Regions from separate parts of the Zea mays genome. Here all the other regions are linked to region 3. A link is a contact called in public Hi-C data. All regions are on one chromosome and are shown on one strand. The core of a region is the stretch at or near the end of the contact, and the rest is flanking DNA. Distances in the headings are between cores, read along the strand shown.

Evidence for each region. A called contact is a pair of places that touch in the nucleus more often than the background predicts.
Region 1: a Hi-C map of tassel shows a contact between it and region 3, with 7 times the contacts expected there. The contact joins the promoter of LOC109942244 here to the promoter of LOC100285059 in region 3. A contact is called at or near these places in 15 of 25 Hi-C or Micro-C datasets (bundle sheath, ear, endosperm and 5 more) and 2 of 3 datasets of contacts at active chromatin or transcription factors (leaf and seedling).
Region 2: a contact with region 3 is called in a Hi-C map of endosperm, with 2.3 times the contacts expected there. The contact joins the promoter of LOC110017794 here to the promoter of LOC100285059 in region 3. A contact is called at or near these places in 5 of 25 Hi-C or Micro-C datasets (bundle sheath, ear, endosperm and 2 more).

Annotation. Positions count from the first base shown.
Region 1 is chr9:17,538,843-17,541,986 of Zm-B73-REFERENCE-NAM-5.0, reverse strand. It overlaps LOC109942244 (receptor-like serine/threonine-protein kinase At3g01300), which reads right to left and starts at 1,347. Exons shown (of 7, transcript XM_020544068.3): 1 at 681-1,347. The coding sequence starts at 831.
Region 2 is chr9:17,604,590-17,607,861 of Zm-B73-REFERENCE-NAM-5.0, reverse strand. LOC110017794 reads right to left here and starts at 1,547. Exons shown (of 17, transcript NM_001350188.1): 1 at 912-1,547; 2 at 722-783; 3 at 551-638; 4 at 84-347; 5 at 1-3. The coding sequence starts at 1,139. LOC100283347 reads right to left here. Exons shown (of 1, transcript NM_001156248.2): 1 at 3,009-3,272.
Region 3 is chr9:17,229,356-17,232,421 of Zm-B73-REFERENCE-NAM-5.0, reverse strand. LOC100285059 reads right to left here and starts at 1,334. Exons shown (of 4, transcript NM_001372164.1): 1 at 1,113-1,334; 2 at 1-243. The coding sequence starts at 1,217. It overlaps LOC103638013 (adenylyltransferase and sulfurtransferase MOCS3-1), which reads left to right and starts at 1,553. Exons shown (of 10, transcript NM_001301626.1): 1 at 1,553-1,901; 2 at 2,352-2,444. The coding sequence starts at 1,619.

The sequences.
Region 1 (3,144 bases), core at 98-2,597, 310 kb before region 3:
GGCAGACCGGAAGGGGAATTTCTTACAAATCAGATTAGCATACGACTTTTACTTCTTATCGATGAGCATGTAAATAGTTTGGCGTGAATTTGTAAATAATAGTGCAAGTTGTTTACAGAATTGACACCAAGTAATCTAGCAAAGGAGAAAAAGACAAGGTTGAATGCATCATCTAATGTTGTATTAGTTCAATCTAATCAGCCAAACCACCAAGAATGACTTTTGGCTTGTTGAAAAGTTGAGCGACTAACAGCCAACTCACATCTAAGTAGAGTTTCAGTTCAACGGCTGAAGCGTAAGAAAATAAAGTTCAACCGCTGGAGTTTGACCCTTAATTTACCTCATAACCATTGCATGCCAGTCTAAATTTGCTCTTTAGCTATGATCAAATTCATGATAAACTCCAATGAATACAATCAAAGAATGCTGGGAACAGAACAGAAGTACATGTCAAAGAAGCAAAGAGCTTCCTATTCACATATATGATCATCACACCAAATCATCAATCATATATCACAGAAGATGCTAATCGCCAAACCAACTCTTTTGCCACTAACGAACAAGCAGGAAGGATCAAATCTTTCTCAGACCAAACAAACGATCACCATCCACCAACCCAACCGACTGAAAGCAGACTTATATTGGGGGGGAAGGAGAAGAGAATAACAAGAATCCACCACCTGCGTCGTGAACGTGGCTGCCCTTGGCCGAGCCGCCGCCGTCACCGTCCGCCGTCACCGCCGGCCGGAAGCACGCCCCGCGGAGGCCCCGCGCGACGGCGGCCAAGCATCCGCACCCTTCCCGCCCTGCTGCCCGCTTCGGGGAAGTCATCTCCTCCTTGGTGCCCTGCAGGCGGTGAGGTCAACGAGATACAACTGCTACTCGTAAACACCCATCGGCACGGCCCGGTGTGATTCTTCTCTCCCAGCTTGCTTCCCTTTTCTCGCCCCACTCGACCCCGTCCAGTCCAAATCGCCCAAGGAAGCAGATAAGTGCGATGCGGGGCGCAAAAGGGAAAGCGAAAGCGAAAGGTGGCGCGCGCGGTGGGGGTGCACAAGTCGGAGAAGCAAGCGGGGGCGAGGCGGGAGTGGAGTTGCCGAGTCTCAGACTCAGTGGCGGTGGGCCGCCCGTTCAGCGCGACTGCGCGAGCACTGGCACTCCACCGCCCGTTCAGCGACACTGCGTGAGCACTGGCACTGGCGCTGGCACTAGTGCCGCAGCGACGGGTCGGCGTCGCCATCGTCATGATGTGGGATGCGGGCATGCGGCCGAGGGGGAAAGGGGCTTTTCGGTGCTGCCTTTTGCTCCGGCTGCGGCGCGGCCTGCCGCACTGGCTGTGCGCTGTGGCCTGTGGCTGGCTCCCTGAACCCTGGCCGCGCTTTATCCCTCCCTCGGCCCTCGCGTCAGCATCTCGCGCGGCGTGGGCAGCGGAATAGGGGGCGCGCACGGCCAGCCAGACAGCCAAACGACCAGGACCAGCGGTGGCCGGTGGGAATGTGGGATGAGGCGGCCGGATTTTTACCGTCTGGCTCGCCGGGTCGATTCGATTCCGTTTCTCCGGCGTGGGATGAGCGGTTGAAACGGAATGGTGGGCGGGCGAGTGGGAGCCTACGCTACGCAGCACCCACGGCGCCGGCAGAATGCCAAAAGCACCCACGCTGCTAAGATGCAAAACGGTCGAAAAACAGCGAAATTTATTTTGTTTTCATTTTTTAACGGAACGAAAATATGAAGACAAATATTTTACAGTTTCCACAAATACATAATAAAGTGACATGTTGCCTAATTCTACGATATTAAATTACACAAACAACTCTTCTTCATTATTTATATTATTTAGAGTAATTACAACTTTTGTTTTTCTCCTGTTCATTTATTTAAACACAACAAAAATCTGTAACTTGCATAAAATATATACTAGATATATCTTATATTATATAAAAATAGTAAAAAACGGTATCATCATGGCTCGAAAACGAAAAAAATACAAAAAATAATAAAAAACTGGATAAATTGTTTTCGTCTCGTTTCTAGTTGTTCACGAACAATTCAAAAACGAACGGAAAAATCAGTATTTGAAATGTAACGGCACGGGATTTTTATGTCTCTTTATTATCCTACACGCTGCTAGTGTCTAGTACTCTAGTGCCCTGGTTGTAAATGAATGGAGTGACTTCGCTGCGGGCCAGGAGATTGACCGACACATTGGTACATTAACCGTGTAATAATGTAAACAAAAGATGCAAATTGGGCTATAATCATGCTATAATAATCATGAAATCTAAGAGACTTCGTACTACTTGAAGTAATTATTAAGTTATAAACTGTTCCAAATTTAATTTAAAAAGAGAAGAATATTAACACCATCAAAGGGTAAATTTTAAAGACACATTTCATAATTTATCTAGCGGTGCTCATTTGATATCATATAAGCAGTATTATTCATTTCTATAAATTTCGCTAAATTTAGGGTAATTTTACCTAGGATAACTTGTTAAAGTCTATATCACATTTTGGAACGGAGAAAAGAGACTCATAGGTAATTCGGTTCATGAACTATAAGTAACGTAATAAAATAATATCAATGACCATGGGAAACTTGTGCCATATAGGTGAGAAGGAGATTTTCTATGATCCACTGATGGTTTTTCCTATTGGGGGGGAAACGTCCACTCTGCTTAGAAATTGTCATCAAATTTGATAAGAGGCATTTTTCCCTCAGCTTTTGGACAAATCCATGCCCCCATGCAGGGCTCTAGCCGAAGGTGGCAGAAAGGAGGCAGAGAAGGAATTTTGCACCACGTGTAATGTGTTCGTGTCAACAAGAATGGTCTCGTTGAAACACTTGCGTCTGCTACTGTTAGGACTCGCCTAAACTTTTGCAAACTAAACGAAAATTCAGTTTGCATAAAACGGTGATGCACCAGAAGCTGAAACTGGCAGTCAGACGTCGTGATGGGCTTATGGGCCTTACAAGTATTGTGCAACCTTAGTAACTAAAGGTTGTTTCTTGGAGAGGTTGGAGCTGGAAAAGTAGGCACCAGCCCAGCATAGCAAGCACGACCTGTTGTGGCCCATGCCCATCAGCACCTTTTCCCTTTGGCCCTACAGAGAAGTGTCGGCCAGAATTTGAAACATGGATAG
Region 2 (3,272 bases), core at 298-2,797, 380 kb before region 3:
TAACTGCATCACAGAAAAAGCAGCAGTAAATAAACAATTTCAGAACCCACAATGACATCATCTGGCGGGAAACAAGACAGTACTTGGGGCCTCGGCGTGCCAGCATTGAAAAGCGTCGGTGAAGCATGAGTAAACCAGCGCTGGGACATCAGATGGTACGTCCTGATGGCAGACTCGATGTCTTCCTTGTGTATCCCCAGTGAAACCCTCATTAACATGTGCTGCGGCCTTTCAACGACCTTACCATCAAGCTTCAACAGGTAAGACCTCTCCAGAGTTTTGAAGCCAAAGTAGTCGTAGTCGAAATCCCTATCATAAATTATCTCACTGTCCAAGCGAGCAGCATTCTGAAATGTAACATCATTTGGAGTCATGTGAGGGCCAATTTCCAACAAGGTGTGTTGTGCGGGGCACAACAGATTTACTGTATGAGATAAACAGCCTTGTAAAAAAACGAATGGAACAGTGGATTCAACCGCCAGAAACAGATCAGCACTGTCTACACAGTTGCCCCTGTCAGAAATGTGTCAGGGGAAAACCAGAATCTCACCTTCATGATGATTTCATAAACATCTTCAGCGACAAGAGGGGCCATCAGCCCGGATCTCTTGTTGAAGTGCATGTACATGTCCTTAATCCTGCATCCACAACAGCCACACCCCAACTCACCACCCAATCGAAATGAATGAATGAAATTAGACCAAAGCCAGCCGTTACTTACGTCTCCGAGAAGGACTTCTTTGTGTTCTTGTGCAGGTTCGACACAGCAATCCTCGCCGCCAGCTTCACGAATCACGACAGAGAACAGGGGCAACCAACCCCACGTCAGCACAGACAGAAAGACAGACAGACAGACAGGAGAGCTGAAACCAAGGCCAGAGGGGAGGAGGATTTCGGGGTGGGTTACTCACCGAGGCGTAGTCGGGGTGGGACGCGGTCATGGCCGCGGCGGTCTCGGCGGCGAGCTCGTCGAGCTGGCTGGTGGTGACGCCCTTGTAGACCCCCGCACAGACCTTCTGCGCGACGAGCACCGGGTCGCAGTGGTCCTGGCTGAGGCCGTAGCTGAGCTTCTTGAGGCGCGCCGTGATCTTGTCGAAGTGCACCGTCTCCTGGCGGCCGTCCCTCTTGACCACGTACATCTTCCGCTTCGGCGAGGACTCCAATCGAACACCTGGTGTGTGTGCGCGCCCAAGCCGCCGCCGCTGCCGGGTCGAGACAAGGCGAGCAGAGGATTGGATGGGGGGGTAGGGGGACTAGGGGTGGGAGGGAGGCGGTAGTGTTTGGGCGCGGAAGAGGCGAGGAGTAATGAAGCGGAGCTGGAGCTGGAGGATCTATTTATTTTTTTTGGGTGCTCGCTGGAGAAGAAAATGTTTGGGTTTGGATTGGGTTTGGCGCGCGGGCGCGGAGGCGTTTCCCGCGCGGATTTGGCGTCGTGGAGCGCGGGTGGGGTTGGTGGGCGGCACTCCCGCGGCGCCGGAGCCCAAGAAACCGACGCGCTGGCCCAGATGTCAGTCGGCCATAGAATGCACAAGAATTCTGCCGTCTGCGCTGCGAGCCGGCACGTGGGTCCTTGATGTCAGTGCGACGGCGGCGCGTGCGCGGCAGGCGGGAATCGAGGAGGAGCGTGCTGTGCAAGCCTTTTGCGGTTGCGGTCTTTGGGAGGGCGTGGGTTTTTCGGGGGCGCTGTATGATTGGTTGGTCCGGACTGCCACGTCAGTGCGAGGCATTCGATTCTCGTTCTTCCTTGCAGGGGAAGGAAGCTGCTGCGGCTGCGTTGTCAGGTGACACGACGGTCGAGGGTGCTCGCTGTCCGGCAACGGCAGCCGTTGAGATCTGAGCGCCGTGCCGTATTGCCGTGCGTCCGCGTGCGCCTTGAATTCGTACGGGAGAAGGGAGCCGGAATGAGGTACGGGTCTGCGGTTACCACCGGACCAAGGACGTGGTGTGAATTCTTAGTCGGCCAGCCTGGTGGGCCTGTTTGTCTGCTGGGCCGAGTGGGCAGCCTGGTGGGGCTCTGACTGAGACGCCCTTGCTTGCCTGCTCTGTGTGCGCGGGCGTTGCGAACAGACATTTTTAGCCCGTCTACCCAGACAACTCCTAAAGCCCAAGTTGTAGGCCCATTCATATGCCACTTTTGGTGCAGAGCTAATTTTGCCAATTGCCATACTAGGAAAATTGTTCCTCGAGAAAACGTCTATGGAACGGGACAGCTTGGGTGGACATCTCTTCATACCAATTTGATGGAGGCTATGTACGATACACTACTGTACACGTCCGATGAGTGGAGGCTGCAGCTGCCGCTATGACGACTTCTGTCCGATGTTGTGATGTCTGGTGCACAACGGACTCAATGGTGCTGCACTAGACGAAATCTAGTGAAGATAGAGGGAACTACTATATATACTCAACTATAGGTCAAGCTTTCCATTCATACCCCTTATAGTACGGCTAAAGAAATAAAACTAAGATTCTATCACTAGTCCAAGTATCCCTCGAACACTACTAATACTTAGAAGTTAGAACTAGACAATCCTTAATCTTCATGCTCATCATTTGAAAATCGAGATTGAATACCATCGATAGAGGGGGGCATTAAAACTGTAATTGTCTGACCAATAATCATTGTTATGATCTAACTTATAATATATCTGAATCAAGAAGTAGAAGCAACAGAAGCTGCTGAACGTGATTGCATCGAATAAGTGGGTTAGACTAGAGCTGTCATTTTTTCCTTCTGCTTTGTCACCGTTAATCCGTTACTTGAATCATCCCTTTAGTTTTAGCCGTTTAAGCACCTCCATTTAAGCACCTGCACCTCCTAGGAACCTGTAAACTGTCTAACAACCACATACGGAAAACAAAATAGTTAAGAGTACACCGACAAAACAATCGAAATGTCCAAAAAAAATGTTCCTTAGTTCTACATCACATCAGAATCGTACGTCAACAAAGAGGTGCTTCCCTGCAAATATTAGAACACATGCCTCCATATTACACTGCCAAAAACATAGGCAAAAAAAAAACTTTGGTATTCATATAAAAGTTCTGCATGCAACACTTCGCAGTGCCAGAGTCAGTCGTTGTCAACAAGATAGAATATTATATTCCATTTCGTATAACGTTTTCATATATCATCTGCAGATCAAGAAGTGAAGACCGAAGAACTTCGACGACAGAGCAGAGAAAGGGCTAGCACTTGATTAACATGGTACATCGACTGATTAAGCAAGCTACACGCTTAGCATCGGAGTTGGAAAAGTTCCCGAGTCCTG
Region 3 (3,066 bases), core at 85-2,584:
TTCGCGATTGACATCACTCCTTGGAATTGCATCATTGGAATTGATAGAGAGTGCTGTATCTCGGACCTGAACAGGCAGACCATATTCAAGATCCAGCAGGCAGACCTGGCAGACATTCTTTAGCTTGCAACATGTCTGGCAGATCTCAGTCTTCTTGTACCTTGCATCTCGCCCAGGACGCCACCGGAATACAGTAAAAGGACGTGCACAAATTTTGCATTCTTTGTCATATTCAGCTCTTAACTGCAAAGAAAAACAAGAGTCAGTGAATCATATTTACATGAAATACTGAAGCAAATGCAAAATAAGGAGCAACTAAATGGAAAGTTATTCCCATTCATGTATTACACAACACCTATCTGGTACTACATGATGTGTATTGCATATGGCAAAACCAATTGGTTAGCTAGTTTAATTTGTTAGCATTCTAGAAACTAATTTACCCTGGTTATAACTGGCTTAAATCTATCACTCATCTTGCTAATCACACTATGCGCATGGCGAAACCACCTTACTGCACTACTGCTCTTGCAGAATCATCAACAGTGGCTACTTGGGGTGAAATTAATGGAAACCAGGGCTGTTCAGTTCTGAGGCAGAGATTGCCTTTCCTAGCTAGCAAGGGTCTGCCCTACCTCGTGGTTGGAAACAGCCGAATCAGCTCTCCAATGGTAGCATGATATTTTCTTGGCAGCACAAGCCCCAAGAAAAACAAGCCTCCCAAATCAAACAGCTACCTCTTTCCATTTCCTGGCTAAGCAAGGTATGATGAGGAGAAGCAAGCGAACCAAACGGTTTCCAAACCACTACCAGTAATTTAGCATTTTGCAGAGCACAATCCCGAAGCAAGCATCACTGCATCAGACTTCCTCAAAGATCCAATCCCAAGTTTAATAACACATCTATAAGAGACAATTTCACAAAGAAGGCAATATGCCAAAAAAAAAAAACGTGCACAGAATTCGACGCAGCGAAACCTAGACCTAGTTCCCGTCGAGCATAAGAAATCACAGACGAAACCAAATCAAGCGGACCACCGGCCACAAATCGGATAACGACGCCAAAGAGAAGCACACAAATCATTCAGGTAGGGCTAGGGTTTGATGTGTTACCATCCGGACGTAGGGGTTGTCGCCGAGGCATGACTCGCAGATGATGGGGAAGTCCGACCGCTCCCACCCGTCCGCCTGCGCGTCCCGCAGCAGCCGGTGCGCCATCCCCCTCCTCTCCGCCGCCGCCGAGAAGCCGGATGGAACGAAGCCAAGGGGCTGCGGGCAGGCGAGACGAGACGAGACGAGACGTCGAGACCCGAGTGCCGACTCCCGAGTCCGGAGTCCCGACCGATCGTTGACCGAATACCTCGCCCTCGCCTCTAGCTCAAAGTGGTCTCTTATTGGGCCGCACTTTAAAGCACATCTACTACTGCGTGGGTCAGACTGTGCTCCAGGCTTTACGTAAGCGTTTACGTGGGCCTAGGTTTACGTATTTGTTTACGTGGGCCGAGCCCGCGTGGAAAAGACGTGGTTAGTTAATTTTGGCGGCTGTGGCGAGACCATTTCGGCGGTTGAGGCGACACGGCAGAAGTGAGCAAAGCGTTCAGGTGCGGAGCCGCGGAGGGATGGGCGGCAGGAGGGAGGCCATAGAGCGGGAGCTGAAGAAGCTTCGGGCAGAGCGGGAGGAGCTCGACGGCCGGATACGGCTGCTGGAATCGCAGCTCGAGGCAGGGCCTGCGGGATTCAACGGTGCGGCGGCGGGGAAAGGAGTAGGGGACGATGCGTGCGGCGGGAGTGGAGCGTGCCAGAGCCGCGTGGGTAACGAGTTTGCTCCGGACGGTAGCCTCCCGGCGGATATGATCTACCGGTACAGCCGCCACCTCCTTCTCCCGGACTTCGGGGTCGAAGGTCAGTTGTTTAGTTTCACTCGTCACGGCTTGCTGCCTCCAAAGTCTCATTGTTTACTCCTCACTCCGTCCCTCTTGTTCTAACATTTTTAGAGCTAACTAAATTTATATAATAAAATAATAATAATTAGGAAACTAAATAAATATATTTGATTTTTATTAATTATATTTTCATACTACCCCTATTTTATGACATAAATCTTTATGATTATTTATATAATTTTGGCCAAACCTATCATTAATTTTGGTCAAAGTTAAGGTCATTTGACTCTTCAACAAAGTTTTTTAGTGGAATGTATTATAATTTGGAACGGAGGAAGCACTGTCATATAGTTGCTTGTCTCTTCTGCTTCAGATGTGTCATCACAATCGCAGCATATTGCTGGGGAAAACGGTGCAGTTAGCACGCTCGTTTCGGCTGATCCTCTGACCTTTGTCATCTTTCTGGCAGGCCAGCGGAAGCTGTCACAGTCGTCGATTTTAGTTGTTGGGGCTGGAGGTTTGGGCTCTCCCCTGGCATTGTATCTAGCAGCTTGTGGTGTCGGTAATTTTCTTCTCCGCTGTTGATTTTTTTTTTGTGAATTATGAGTATTAAATAAAAAGTAAAGAGTTGAAACGAAGAAAATTAACCGAATTAAATTAAGTTTTCCAGCCATGTACCAATTAGAGGGAAGTGGCTCTGCTTCACCCTCATGGTGAACAGAGAAAATAGTCATTTTCTTGGAAGCGAAAACAGATGGTTGGATTCCTTGGAAAATTAGATCATCTCTTGCCTTCCAAATGCTCCAGTACATAATGATGATAATTTTCATAAAGAAGGGCGTGTTGAGTTGGTTGCTTGAACTGATGAAGACATTCAAAAGGGTTCATGTTTGAACTTGTCTGCATATTAACTAGGTTCCAACAGGCAGAAGCAAATGGACAGAGAATGAGCAAGTGCTGCAAAGATTCTTCAATCTGATTGGTGCAAAAGACACAGTTATAGCTAGGAAGATACATGTTTTCCTTCTCAACAGCTGCCTCATACTCTGCTGTGAAGTTGTGTTGAATGATAGTTTCTCAAGGAAGAAATTATATTCCTTTAATGATAATACAGATTTCTAGATGTGGTCCTTGCCAAAAAAAATATATGTCATATGTGTAAAGTGAATTTGTTGGTGGGCTCT